Regions from separate parts of the Sus scrofa genome. Here all the other regions are linked to region 1. The links are chromatin contacts, called in public Hi-C maps. All regions are on one chromosome and are shown on one strand. The core of a region is the stretch at or near the end of the contact, and the rest is flanking DNA. Distances in the headings are between cores, read along the strand shown.

Evidence for each region. Hi-C and Micro-C count contacts between places; a contact is called where the count stands out from the background.
Region 2: a contact with region 1 is called in a Hi-C map of liver, with 2.4 times the contacts expected there. The contact joins the promoter of SMARCA1 here to the promoter of ZDHHC9 in region 1. A contact is called at or near these places in 2 of 47 Hi-C or Micro-C datasets (epiblast stem cells and liver).
Region 3: a contact with region 1 is called in a Hi-C map of liver, with 6 times the contacts expected there. The contact joins the promoter of AIFM1 here to the promoter of ZDHHC9 in region 1. A contact is called at or near these places in 1 of 5 promoter capture datasets (liver), 1 of 47 Hi-C or Micro-C datasets (liver) and 1 of 2 datasets of contacts at active chromatin or transcription factors (alveolar macrophages).

Annotation. Positions count from the first base shown.
Region 1 is chrX:106,433,523-106,438,517 of Sscrofa11.1, forward strand. ZDHHC9 (palmitoyltransferase ZDHHC9) reads right to left here and starts at 2,555. Exons shown (of 11, transcript XM_003135365.5): 1 at 2,369-2,555; 2 at 1,949-2,019; 3 at 471-772. The coding sequence starts at 637.
Region 2 is chrX:106,114,143-106,119,137 of Sscrofa11.1, forward strand. SMARCA1 (probable global transcription activator SNF2L1) reads right to left here and starts at 2,014. Exons shown (of 24, transcript XM_003360444.4): 1 at 1,396-2,014. The coding sequence starts at 1,578.
Region 3 is chrX:106,705,072-106,710,066 of Sscrofa11.1, forward strand. AIFM1 (apoptosis inducing factor mitochondria associated 1) reads right to left here and starts at 3,052. Exons shown (of 16, transcript NM_001297632.1): 1 at 2,945-3,052. The coding sequence starts at 3,050. It also overlaps a transcript of RAB33A not described here.

The DNA of each region.
Region 1 (4,995 bases), core at 1,305-3,804:
GTTCCCAATTCAGTTGGCTTTTCGATTTTAACAGCTAGCTAAGAGCCGAGCCCTAAGGAAATAGGACCCAGAATAACAGAATGGGTGAGTATTATGAGTATCATGGGCCACGAGAAGTGCCCCTAGACTCTAGGCTCAGGAGGGGTGGGGAAGAGGCAGGCACTAAGCATCTAAGGAGACCACTGATAAGGGGAGGTGAGTGATAAAGACAAACTCTTTTACTCCCCCAGTGTTCCAGGGGTGGCCCCAAATCAGTGCAGTAAAATTGGTATCAGAGGTCTTGGGCTTTTGAGGAAGCACATACTCTGTTATGAGCGCAAAGCGATGAATTCAGTTGGCACGATCTATAGGCACCGCTCAAGAGGCCCAGAGCCCATCCCAGGACTCCTGACAAACTCCCCAGAAAGACGGTTCTTTCCCTGGACCCAAGATTAACTATAATCAGGCCATGCTACTCAACAGAAACTCACTCGAAAGCGAAGAAGAGCGTACACGTCCCCAGGATGAGGAAGAGGGTCAAGTAGAAGATGCCCTTTTGCCGGGCCATCATGACTCGGCCATCACAGCAGAAGGTGTTCCTGCCTGGGAGTTTCTCCCATTTCCGTGTCACCTTCTTTCTCACCACCATCACAGACATGATTGGAATTCCTGGTCCAAAATGGGCTTTATGATTACAAGCGGGAAGAAACAGAAGTTGAGCCCAGCTTTGAAATCACGTTGCCTGCTATTGTTGCCGCCGGGTCAAACATCATCAAAAGTCCAATTTCCAGCCCTAAGAAAAAACACAAGAAGACAGAAAAAAATGAGGCAGGAACAAGAAAATGCAGTTCAATCTTCCTTCCCAGAGGCAGAAAGAGGAGCAACGCCTGAAGGGGTGTTGGGTGAAGAAATGGGGAAGTTTATTTCTAATCTGTTTTCGTCCCCTAGCAGAAGAAAAAGTTAAAGGCGCTCAAAAAGAGAAGGGGGCTAGTATATCTTCTTAAATATACTCCGTTACTTCCACTGTAATATTGATGATGTGATTCCCAGAGAACTTTGGAACTAGAAGGGATTTTTATAGGTGTTAGTCCGATTACTTTGTTTTGGAAATGAGTAAAGTCAAGACCAAAGAGGGGAAATTACTTATCTAGGGTCACAAGGCCACAAGGCTAAGCCAAGAAAACAAACAAGTCTGTTGACTTTCAGGCCAGGGCACTTTCCACTCTACCATATTGTTTTATAATCATCATGAAGAGGACTCTGAAAATAACAGTAAGAATCTCTATTCTTAAGGAACCATTCTCTCCGCTTCTCCACTTCTTCACTTTCTTTCTTCAATTAGCCGGTCAAATATGAATCACACCAGCGAACAAGTCATCCTCTGGCAGAGCTAGGAGGTTTTGGACATTCTGTACACAAACCCAGGTTGTATTTACTCAAAACAGATTTCCCCTAATCAAACCCTCCTAACTTCCTGAGTCTGGGAAATGAACCAATCTTGCTGGTCTAGCCTAACATTTGTGGGACTCTTAATGAAACCACATCACAAACCTGTAGGTGAAAGGCTGCCTGAAGCAGGAGAGGTTCTGATAGGGCTGGAGGGCGGGGGAGGGATAGCAGCAGTTAAGAAAAGTCATAAGGGTGCTTTCTGGGACATTTCGGAAGTACCATCTCCACTTAGCATCCTGAATCCCCAGACCTTTCTCTGCCAAGGCCACCCTTCTCTCAGGTGTGGTGCTGTGGCCTCTATTTACTGATACCACATGCCCAGTGCTGGCAAGAATGAGGTGGAAGCCTGCAGCCCGACTGACTGATGAGAAACAACCAACTTGAAATCATTCCCGGGCTGGAGAGGGCAAGGGTCCAAAGAGAACCTAGGAGCTGAGCAGGGAAAGGAGAGGGTGGAAGGCTTGGGAAAAGGGAGGGGGCACCAGAGGTGCAGTTAACACTTCCTTTGTGTAAAACTAACCTGGAAAACAATCTCCTCCTAATAAACCAGCCCAGCGGGAGCAGAGAGACCAGGAAGGAGGAGAGCTGGGCCTGGCAGAACAAAGATCAAAATCCGTCGAGAACCAGGGACCGGCCCAGCGGCCCGAGATCCGAGGCCAGAGTTCGAGGCGGACCGGCGGCGGGCGCGGCCTCGGGAGGCCCGCCCTGCCTCGGCCACGCCGCCGACCACCGCCCCGGGCAGGTTGGGACGCGCGCCACCTCCGCACGCTCGTATACACTCACACACGCCCCGCCACGTGTAGTCACCCTCAGCCGCGGGCTCGGCAGGCGCGGAGCCCGAGAAGGGCAGGGCCAGGTCCGCGCGTCCCGGTGCAGCGGAGGGGGCGGCAGCCCACCACGCGGCCGAGCTCCGGAGACCCCCACCCCCACTCCTTGTTACCTGAACCCCGGAGAGCGAACTCAGCGGGGAAACGAGGCCAGGAAGTGCACTATCCCAGGGGACCGCGTCGGCCGCCCGAGGTGGCAGCGACTACTCCCCAGCCCGAAGGCTGCCTCCTCCTGACAAGGGGCCCCAATGGTCCGGGCCCTAAACCAGCTGTGGCAACCGCCCACCGCTGGCCGAATGGAACGCTCCTCACGTCACCAGGTCGTTCCAGTAGTTGCTCGCCCTCCATTGGCTGATCGGCCTCGGCGCCTCCGCCCCTGCCACCCCAGCTCCGAACTACCATTGGCTGACCCAAACGCCACTCGACGATGCCTCCGCCCCACTCCCCCACCCATCTCCCGGCTTCGTGCCCACCTGCCAAGCCACTGGCAGCCTCCCTCTGGCGTCTGAGCGGCAGTGTGTGGAGTGTCGCTTTCTAATAATATAGTTCCGCAGAGACTGGGGTGAAGGTTAGTGCCGATGGGACCAGGAGAGACCGGGGGCCAGCCTCCCCCCACACGCATGGTGAGACGCTGAAGCAACACGGGCTCGCAGATCCGGGTGCTCACCCCAAACTAGGTCCGCCCTGGGCCTCTCCAGCCCTATTTGCATGAAATCAACCGCGACTCGGAATTTTACTCCTTACCGGCGTAAAAACGAGCCCTCTGCCTCCCAAGTCCCATTCATTAATTAGGGACCCCACCTCTTGTTCTAGTCACCCTGGCCTGCAACTCTAAGGCTTTCGGAACAAAACAAACGAAAAAGGAACGTGAAGGGGATAACTGTGCCCAAGAACGTCAAATCTCTTTGCAGTATCGTAAACAAAAAAAATTGACAGTGACGGGGTTAGAGAAACTCTACTGACAGGAAGTACATTCATCCAGGTAGATAATGAAGTAGCTTGCCAAAGAGCTTGTAAATTACTACTAGCTTTGAAGAGCTTGTGATAATGGGGCGGGGGAGCGGGTATCTAAGGCAGAATCTCCACCCACCAACCACATTCATTCTTTCCTTCAATAACCTGCCCCCGCAGTTATTGCCACAGTGAGCCGCTGCTACTGATCTGAGTGCGCCTCATCCTTTAGACGGTCAAGGTTGGAGTGGGGAAAACAATGGAGAACCACCGAACCAATATTACACAGCAGACTTTAAAAGATACAAGGTGGGGAGTTCCCGTTGTGGCTCAGTGGTTAACAAACCCGACTAGTATCCATGAGGACGCGGGTTTGATCCCTGGCCTTGCTCAGTGGGTTAAGGATCCCAAGTTGCCCTGAGCTGTGGTGTAGGTCGCAGACGGGCTCGGATCCTGCGTTGCTGTGGCTGTGGCATAGGCCGGCAGCTACAGCTCCGATGAGACCCCCTAGCTTGGGAACCTCCATATGCTGCCGGTGCGACCCTAAAAAGATAAAAATAAAAGACACAAGGTCTGTTTCCACTAGTATGGCTCTTGGTTTCCAAATATAAGAGGAAATATGAGAAAGGGCTGAAGGTGGCCTTTCCTTACCTGTCACACTGTTGGAGAGAATGTCCAGTTGTCAGCTATTTTCCTGAGTTTGAATAAAGTTGCTCTAGGGCGAAGGCATTTGCAATTAATAAAAAAAGAGGGGGGGGGAGACTGTCAAAGCAGTTTTTTGTGTTAGGTGAAGGACCAGGTACATGGTCAAGAGCTATTCCTCCTTTTACAGGATTTGGGTCCCACAGTGATATGAAGCAAAATGCTACCTAATGATAATTACATTTGATACTTTCATGGCACCCTTCAATCAAAAATTTTAAAGGATTAAAAAAAATCACTAGGTAATTCTCTCATGAGAGAGATGTGTTCTAATTAATTTGTAGGGGAAAGCATGTCTTTATAAAGCTTCTGTTGTTCCTCAGTACTCATGCTAACTATCATCATCGGTTTAGTCTTTATAAACCATATGATCAGTATCATTGCCTCCAATTCTCCCCTTTGAATCCAGGAGGGTGCTGGGATTGCACACACTTGGTATGGAAGGGAGAGGAACATCCCTCAGCCCCATCAGGCCCCTGAATTCCCAAGCCTGTGTACACCAAATGCCCTTAGGAATGAATGGCACAGTCACCCCAACTGCCATCCTCCTGACTGGGGAGCAGACAAAAATAAACCTCTGCAACACCCAAACATACTTTATTCACATCTCAGGCACAGGTGAAGTCCAGGGAGTCCTGGAATCGATGTGTCACAGCAACACATTCCTGAGATCTGCCCCTCCCTGCTCCAGGTCACATTTCCTCTGGGATTAAGTGGCTGTGTAGGTCAGGCCTGTTGTTTTTTCAATCTCTTATTATTGGTGCTCACCTCTAAAAGAAAAATAAAGAAAATTGATATAGACCCACATTCTATACCAAGTCCTTCTATGTCATTCCATCATTTTATATAATTCTGAAAGTCTGGATATACACACCCGACTACATTGACTATAAACTAAGATTGTTTCTTGTTTTTCTTTTCTTTTTTTCTGTTCTCTTTTCCACAAACCTCTAGACTTTATGCATTCAAATTAGTGTTGGCTCCTTTGAAGGGAAAGGTACGGTCACATGGTGAGCACTTGAAACACCACGGAATAAAGGTATAGGCTTCCATTGTGTGGCCACACACTTTCTGGTGTGCTTGTTTA
Region 2 (4,995 bases), core at 764-3,263, 320 kb before region 1:
TCACTTAGCGCTACAATTGTCTTTCTGTTTAGTCAACCTTGTAACAGTAAAATACGTCACTTTTAAGCAACTGCTGAATTTAAAATTACTCTAATTCACGGCCAAAGGTGTTAATTTCCCTCAAAAGCTTTTCATTTGGTCGTAGAGCATCATATAATGATTCAAACAAAGCCACTTGAGATCGCTAAAGCATAATTTTAATTACCTACCGTTTTTTTAATTGCGATATGTCTACTCGTAAACGGAAAAAAAATCCAGCCATAAACGATCCATTCCACAATTTTACTATACATCAAAATCCTTATGCCTCAACCTAATTTTTTATTCCAATATTTCAATAGCCTTTCATAGTTCTACTTGCACGTCTCAGTCCGTATGAAATACGCCTTATGGAGATAATACGTATTTTTTTGGATCTGGCTTTAATAGGTGTCACAGCGGTCCCCTTATGTACATTAGCAGCAATTCATCCTGGCGACGCTGGGTTTAAAAAAACAAAATTAAAAAAAAAAAAAAAACCTGCGTGTGTCCAGGAGCCAGCAGCGCCCACTAGGAAAAGGAGGCGGAAGCCTGGAAGGCTTGGGGCCGGATTGGGGGACCATTTGGGTGGCCCTGGAGTGAAACACTATACCGTCGGGGGCGGGGCAGGAGAGGGTGAGGGTGCACACGTTGGAAATTTTCCTAAGCCAGCGTCCAGGGTTCCTCAGTTTGGGATCTGGATTGGGGGGGGGCGGTGGTACGACGCTGAGAGCTCGTTTTCTCGGGGTGACACCCCCGCTTCAGCAGGCGGGGACCAAACGAACAAGGGATTTTTTTTCTCCCTGCCACCCCAAAGGCCGACATTGCCAATCAAAGAAACAAACGTCTCTCCTATCGTCCTCCTCCTCCCAACCACCGGCACCTGGAAATTCAAATTTTAAAAAATAAACCCCCAGTAAACCCCTTTTGCCTGAGTGTGGGATTGAAGGGCCCAGATTTCCCAGGCAGAGGCCGACGGGAAGGGGGGGGGAGAGGGAGCGAGCGAGAGGAGAGGGGGAGGCGGAGGCTTTTTCCTCCACGGCCCCATCCCCCACCTCGTTACCCCAGTTCCGGGAACGCCAAAGGGGCCGGGGGCTGTCGAGGGCTCCCCAGCCCCCAAGCCCCGAGATAACGGGCACCCGCCGCCCCGCGCCGCGCCCGCGCCCCAGCCCCGCCCCCGCCCTCCAGGCGGCGAGAAGCGAAGGGGGAGGGGAGCGAATGCTAGACTGTTCTGCCGCCCCCACCCCGCGCGCCCGCCGCCCCCAACCCTGCGGAGCTCCGCGGGTACCTGTCGGCGCCCAAAGGTCAGCGTTTGGGCCCCTCCGAGGGGCCCGGCGCAGGATTTGTCCACCGCACACACACCCCCTTCCTATTTACCTCCTTCTTCTTCTCGCCCTTCTCCGTGGCCACGGTGGCTTCGGTGGACGCGGTGGCCGCGGCGGCGGCTCCCTCCTCCTTGGAGATGGACGGCCCCGGCTGCTCGTCCTCTATGACCACGATCGTGGCGGTCGCATCAGAGGCTGCCACGGTGGCTGCCACTGCGGCGGTGTCCGGCTCCATGGCGTTGGAGCGGGAACGAAGAGGGGAACGAGCGAGGGGACGAGGGCTCCTGGGCGGCGGCAGTGGCTGCACTGGAAAGAGCTAGATGGAGCAGGGGTGGGGAATCACTCGCTTCCAACCCCTTCGCTCGGCCCCCCCTTCTTTAAATAACCCTCAACCCTGCCCCACTTCCGTCCACCCACCCTACGTCATGGCCTCCCCCCGTCACCCTCCCCCCTTCCTCCACCCCCCCTCAACGATCGCGAGACTCCCCCTCCCCACCCGGAGCCCAGGCCGTCCCCGCACGACCAACTGTTGCCTGAGCGTGGGGCGCGGACTGGGGTGGAGGCGGGAACCCACAGCCCGCGGCCCCCTAAAAAATCTCCTTCCCCACACGCCCCCAACAGTCAGCCCGAGCTCCCCTCGCAGATGTGTGCAGAAGGAATCCTCTTCCCCTTAAATCTGCTCTTTGTACCTCGGGGCGCTCTCCCCTTCTTGCACAAAGAACTTTTCCTCTGCTTATAACTGTACTGTAGAAGGTCTGTCTCACCATTTGCAAAGCCCAGATCCCCTCTGGGGACTGTCCTTTCCCAGATCCCCAAAGGGGGACTGGTGGTGCCCTTCCCACCTTTGTAAATTCTGCAGGAGAAGCATTCCTTGAATCTCTTGATTGCAGCTGCAAACATTCACTTACAAGGCAAAGTGTGACTCGGTTTTTACGTATATTCGCTCTATTTTCGGTTCTGAAACCTCTTGGATGGCCAATGTGCAGGAGCCCATCTTTTGCCTTCACCAATGAATTTTAAAAACTTCTGGGGGGCAAGGTCAATGTCCCCACAGAACCTGGGGCAACGCATGGTAGGTGCCCAACATCAGCAGTTGAACTGAATTATTGTGATTGTTTTGGTATTCTATTCCTACCCCGTTGTTTAGTAGTAATTCAACACCAGTAATATGCATAATCGTGGATATAAGAGCATTTCGTAAAGGGTATGCAAACGTCAGTTATTAAATATTATTGTTTCCATTTCTCCCCACCATTTATTTTGATCAATAACAGGAAGATTTACATCTCAGCCTTAAAATTTCAGTCATTGGGGACGAAAGGTAGCAAAACATACAGAAAACCAGTATACCGAACACCAATCACAAAACCTACAATTCTGAAAATGAAGCATCTATTTTCCAAAGTATGAAGAAAGCATGATTAATTTCCCTCAACACACCTTCCTAAGTTACCAATCTGAAATCAAGTGTGATTTCTGCAAATAGCAGGAAGGCACACATTTGTCCTCCAGATACATCCCTTTTTCCTGGGATACCCTAAATTTCTTTTTTGTTTTAAAGCTGTAATTCCTTAATATGCAAAAACCTTGTGACATTTTAGCTGTTATTGGCCATTTACACCTTAGTGTGAATGAGTGTGAGATCCTGTTCAGGGACTGGTTTTGAACAGGGAAAGATGCAAAGAGCAAGACACAGGTGATTGAAGGATTGTGCCACTGAGAGGAAAGGAGAGGCTGGTGTGGTGCTTAGCTTTGCCCTGATTTTACATCCATTATGTTCTCATTCACTTTAGATTTTGCCCCCGGTGTCCACGTTTCTCACCCTAGAGTACACATATGTACTCTCCAGCGGGTATGTGGAGTCTCAGTATTAAAAATAGTTCATATTTCTGAAGCATCAACTTTAAAACAAAAATGGGATGGAATAAAGTCATGTAACAGGTCATTCGAAACACGATTTTTAAAAAATGTACAGATGTATTTAACTGCAGTGTGAAGTGTCTCCAAATAAAAGCTGGAGACCTTGAGTTGGATATCCTACCCCTTCGCCACTAAGTTTTGTCAGTCTCCTGAGTCATTAAGCCTTGTCTGGTGGGAAAATTCACTGGAAGAGAAGGATGCTGCAATGCATGCATCCACCTGACTTGAGAAGGAATCTTGCAGATAAAGGCAATGGAAGAGTTCTTTATCGCCAAACTGCAGCTATAGGAGGATAGAATCCACCTTTCATTGTTTGGAGCTTCAAAGGAGAAAGGCTCAAGAAATATTTGTTGTGTATTGATGTGTGTGTTCCTGCTTGCAAGGGTACTTTATTTGATTGTATTTCTCATTGCCAGTGTGTGATATTTCAGCTACATGGTGGGCTAAATGCACTTTTGTGAAGGAATCTGGGAAACTCACATCCCTGCATAACACCTTTCCTGTGGGAACCTGTGTTCCAAGTTCCAAAAGAGAATTTAGAAATAAATGGGGGAAGGGGCAAAAAGCATTGAGACATTGGCAATTTTCCATGTATGTATAATGTGATCCTTCCTTTTCACAATGACAGGGCTGAAATTGCTACCAAGTATAAGTTTGGCTGGAAAGGTCAATGTTTGGTCCCTAGACCTTGCCACGGGATTCATGTAAATATTGCCCTTTGGCTTGTGGCAACAACTGCTATTTACAGAGCATGTGCTATCCTTATTTGCAAATCTACCTAAAATTCATGATCTGTAGACTTTGTTCTACAAGAGTCACGTCATTTCTGATCCTCATTTCTGATGCTACTCAACACCTTACTCTGTCTGCTGCTACTTTCCCCTGTTATGTCTTTTCATTTGAAACGGTCTTGAATTGCTCTGCTCCACTGAGATTGGAGAACAAAGCAAAATTTTATAGAGAACCTTGGGGCCCTATGTGGAAACCTCAGAACACATCCTTGTCTACGGAATAATGCATCTGTTTGGGCAGAGTGTGAACACTGTGGGAGTTACCCAGCCGTCATTTTCACATAGTCAAACTTGTTTCGTAGCTACCAGAATGCGTGTCCAGTGGTGGTTTCAAATACAATTACAAAGTGCATGAAGGCAGGGTCAAGGGCTTGGTGTTCCTTCTCTTATCCTATATCTGAAATTTATCCCTGAAGCCACAGTATGACAAAAAATGACATTGTGATCCTGCGGATCAATGTTCTTCAGAAGCTGGTACAAAGGATTCTGATGACAGTATCTTGCTTACCGCTCTAGTAACCATCCTGTTCATATCAATGAGCTCCCTCTCCATTCTTGTTAAGGACACTTATGATAGTGGCATTTTTAAAAATGAGCTACTTCCTCGGTGCACATTAAGCAAAAGGTAATGGTAACAGCCAGTATACATCTACCATTTCTTGAGCACCTACTATTGTAGCAGGAGCTGTGCTAGGTTTTTACATATGACATTGCAATTTGATGAAATTAAAATTATTATCCCTATTCTACATACCAGAAAACAGAGAGTTAGAGAGGCTAAATAACTCATCTAAGGTCCCACAGCTCGTGAGTGACAGAAGCCAGATTCAAATCCCAGACTGTCTGGCTCCAAACGTCATCTTTCCGCTTCACCTTTATTAAGTTCTCTGTTCTTCACAAGGATTCCTTCTTGACAGTAGAAATTATATTGAGAAAACGAC
Region 3 (4,995 bases), core at 1,802-4,301, 270 kb after region 1:
GAAGGGAAAGAGTCATTATTCATTCAGAACATAGTTCCCAAACTTGCCTGATCATATGAATGACATCAAAGGGCCTGTTAAATATAAATTCCCAAGTTTCTCTCCCGGAGATTCTCAGTCAGTACAGCTGGGCTTGGCCCTCCATTTAACTTACACAGTGAGGCAACTTTTGGAAACATGAGAGTTACAGTGCACAGCAACTCCCTTAAAATATTAGAAAGTATCTAGAAAATACAACATATTAATTGGTTGGCAGAAAAGGTTGACTTGCTAAAATTTTCTTCTGTAAAGCTTTGCCTCAGCAGAAAGAGTGGGTAAAGGCTCATCTTCTAGGCTTAAAAAAAAAGGTGTCATTGGGTGGTGTCCAGATGTCTGGATCCTTGCCCACAAGGAGTCCAGTTTCCTTTTTAGTGAGGTGAGAAGGATTCTGAACAGAGAAACATGTTCAAACATTCGACCCTCAGGTCAGGGGTCAGTGATCAGTTTGATCACATGGGCAGCACAATGTCTGGCAACCAAATAAAATACTACAGAATAGAAAATATCTATTACTCTATTACTTAGCCAGTCTGCTCCTCACTGCTGAATGCAGTCATAAAGTGGTGACTATTAATTCCCTTCTATCATTGCTGGAAAGAGGCAGAGCATCTAAATTAAGCAAATAAATAAATAGTAGCAATTATGGTTTTAAGGCAAAAGGCAACATATAATGGAAACGAACCTGACAATGGTGACAGATATGGATGAGATCATTTCAAGGTAGGTTTAAAGTTTGCTATAATCCTGGTGAAGAACTAGTGGGGAGGAAGGGGGGAAAAGGAGGAGGAAATGGCATATCAATAAAAAATGCTTCTTCTTGATCTATGCAAAAACATGGTAAATGCTACTGTGTGCAAAAGAAATCAGATTAAAAGCAATTAGTAAATCGAGCCACAAGACAAGGTTAATCCCTAAAATGACAATCATTTCTTTTTGAAATTGTGACCTCATCTCCTCCCATTGCTAAAGGGAACGTTACACTCCGGTGCTTGGCCAAAAGACAAAGAATAAGTATACACAAGGAGATGGATGGATATGTCAAGAAGTCGGAATATACTCTACAGCAGACTGCTTTCAAACAAAGTCATGCAATGGAAAAGAACATTTTCTGTATTCTTCAGTTCTAATACTACTAACCACCTTCAAATGTCTAATAAACCAATTTACCTTTGTAAATCCATACTTAGTTGATGAGAACGTTTTTGGTCAGATTTCATAATGCTGGCAAAAATTGTGAGTTGTTTCTTTTCCTTTTGTTTTTTAATGGTTTTTATTTTTTCCATCATAGCTGGTTTACAATGTTCTGTCAATTTTCTACTGTACAGCAAGGTGACCCAGTCATACATAAATATATACATTCTTTTTCTCACTCCTTTTTTTTTTTTTTTTTTTTTTATTGGCAGCATAGGTGGCCTAAGGAAGTTCCCAGGCCAGGGACTGAGTCCAAGCCTTAGCTTCGAGCTACGCCTGCAGGGCAACAGGGAATCTTTTAACCCACTCAGTGGGCGGGGGGTGGGGGTCAAACCTGAGCTTCTGCAGGGACCTGAGCCACTGCAGTTGGATTCCGAACTCACTGCACCACTGCAGGAACTCCTCCTCAGGATCTCTATTGCCAATAATTCTTAGTTTTCCCACAAAACAATTTAGGCAAAATAAGTACATAAAGTTTGAAAGGCCAGTGTGTGTAGATGAAAATCTTCAGCTTACTTAAGTTTCTGTGTAAATTTCTGGGCAACTTTCGAATACCCCTAGCCTGGGAACTTCCATATGCCTTGGGTGCAGCCCTTAAAAAAAAAAGAAAGTAAAAGAGAAAAAAGAAAGAAAAGGCCTCAAGGATCATTTCTCACATTGCAAATATGAATATCTTCAGGTGGCCATTCAAAGATTATTGACTAAAAAACCCACAAAACAGCACCTCCTACAGGTAGATGATTCTTTACCCCTCTGAAGTTGTGCAGGTTGAAGATTAGCAGGCTCGAGATAAGCTTGGATACATTCAAGGGTATCTGATGCACAACCGGCTGAAGGGGAACCGCATTCATTCTTAACCTTCTGAGGTCAAATTTTAGAAAGCAATGTGGAGTTAGGGCGAGGGGATTAGGGAAATAAAGACTGGAAAACTATACTTTGCTCTGCCTATTAATTAGGTTTGTGACCTTGGGCATGTAATTTCACCTGTCTTTGCCTCGGTTTATTATCTATAAAATGAATGGGTTGAACTTTACCACGAAATCCCTTCCAGCTCTAACATTTGATGAAACAACTTCATGGAGGGCAAATGCAATGCGTTCTGCAAACTGTTTCTTAGAAGCATTAGAGACCAGCAAGAATTCCACTGACCAGACATGTCAAATGAATTCTGGGCCAACTCTTCCTGGTGTCTGGCGCATAGCCGACTGACTCTTTACTTTCATTGCACTGTTTCTGCTTCTCAGGGCGCTCAAATCTATGAATCACAGGTGGGGTTTGGAAGGTAGGCAGGCAATATACTCATTTACAAAAGGACCTGAGGTGTCGAGCTTAAACGTCCTGCTTAGGGCCTCACAACCGACAAACGACAAAGTCGACTTGACCTCACGGCTCTAAAAAGGCCAACTGGGGGTGGCTGCGAGGTGGCATCGGACAATAGGAGACAGCCAGCTGGTCTGTTATCCCCGAACAGCAAAGCCTCCCAGGAAAAGGCCTCAAGCCGACTACTGGGCTCAAATCCCCTGAAGGTCAGGTCAGCACGATTTGCGAAACTCACAGTTTAGATCTCTCCACCTCGGAATTTAGCGACTGTGAGTGTGTTTAGTTTTTCCCCTGGGGTGGGGGTGGGGTGGGCTTAGGACTGAGAGGCAAAGAGAGCCTTTGGAGCCCAGGCCTTTGGACTTCGAGGTGGGGGTTACCGGGATGGGTCAATCACCTGGGAGCCGGTTCCTCTGCCTCGGGCCTCGGACGCACACCGTCCGCACCAAGGGCGCCAGCTTCTGCTTCAAAGCACCCGCCGCCAAGCCTCCACACCGGAACATTTCGGCAACCGCTACTCTGGACCGCCGCCTCCTTTCCTTTCTTCTTACGCACCGACGGACGGGTCAAACACCAAGGGCCCCGGGCCGTTCCCCTTGCTCCCTTCACACGCACTCTACGCAGGCTCCTCCTCCCAGCTCCGGGTGGGCATTGGACAGCTAAGCCGGCCAGCTCCGGCAGGGAAGGGGAAGAGCGCCTGGAGGCCTACTGCGCAGGCGCGATGCTCAGCGCCGCATTGCGATTGGCCCGCACGGCGAGAAGCTGTGCGCATGTGCCTAGCTGCCCTCACACTTGCAAAGACCCCAGCCGGAGTTGCTAGCTATTTTCCGCAGGTTGGTGGCAACACGTGTGGGTAAGCGCTTTTGGAAAGCTGCCCGAGGAGCGGCTGATGGGGCCGCTCTGCCTGGTTGTGGCCAGTACTGCTGCGGTAACAGTACCTCACAAAGCGTGGCCTCAGCGCCGCGGTTTAGTCTTCTGTTTTAGGTTCCTAATTACTAGGTAATAAGCCTTCCGGATTCTCTTGCTGAAGTCCACTTCCAGTCTTTCCACAGGGCCTGCCGGGGAACCTGGCTTCCCAGATTCGGAGCGGACTTCCGTCTTTTACAAATTGCTGGCGCTTTCCTACCAAGCGCCTGTTTCCTGGACCAGTAGACATTCCGCTCACTCTTTCCCATACCACTTTTATACTGTGCGGTTCTGTGTCCTAGATGCTGTACCGGGTGCTGCGGTAGTCGGCTGTTACGGCTTCGGTGCTTGAGAGCAGGATGCCGGCAAAAAGAGTTTGTGCTTCACCGACTTTATATGAGAGAAATCCTAAGCAGATTTTTTAAAAGAGTTGGAGGAGTAGGGTGAGAGGCTGAGTGCAGATAGGTGTTTTGACTCTACCACATGTAAGCTAAATTGGAAATAAACTTTGGGCTGTATGCAAAATATGTCTTTTTCAAAGCTTTGAGTTACATGTTTGGTTAACAAGTATTGAGCACTTGCCATTTGGACTGTGCTATGAGAGGAGCTCTGGGGGATGTGAATAGTATAGGAAGTGGTCACTGTCTGATTGGGAAGATGACATACACTGGTCATTTAAATATCTGATGTAGTGCCAGAGCAAGAGAAAAGTATGGGATGGAAAAGCTAAGGAATGACTTCATACAAGAAATGTTACTTAAGCTACATCTTGAAGGATGAGTATTAAAATTCAAATAGACAATGGAGAAGGGATGATATTTCAGATGGTGAATTCATTGGGACCCAAAGTAATATTTTCAGTGGTCAAGCACCATTGACTTTGGATCCCTTCTGCCCCAAGTTGAATCCTGGCTCTGCCACTTGGAAAAGTCACTTGTGCTTCAGTTTCCTCATCTATCAATCTCATAGGGTTGTTATGAAGATTACATGACCTAATATTTGTAAAGTATTTTACAGGATGCATCATGTTGTTTAAATAGCTTGGAGGTATAAAACAAACAAACCCCAGCACATTTATAGGGGACAATGACAGAGAGTACATACTAAGAAGTAAATAAGGACAAGTGAATATGGTAGGGCCAGATTTGAACTGGTAAAAGAATTTAGCCCTAATCTTGTAGGTGATGAAGTTATTATTTTTAGTGGATTAAGGATAGAAAATGAAATTACAAAGGTGTTGTTTGAGGAAGTTTAATTCAGGAAACAGTATTTATTGGGTAAAAATGACCCAGTATTCCCTTACTCATTAAGAATAGACTAATGTTCAGAAGTGCAGGCAATACCATGACTTTTTTTTTTTGGCCACACCAATGACATGGGGAAGTTTCAGGGCCAAGGATCGAACCTGAGCCACCGCAGTAACAATGCTGGATCCTTAATCCACTGGTGCCACAGGGGAACTCTGGCAATGCGTGACTTTTAACTGACGGCTGTTTGGGAGGGATAAATATTGAAAATATCGGTTCCACAGTAAGGTAAAAA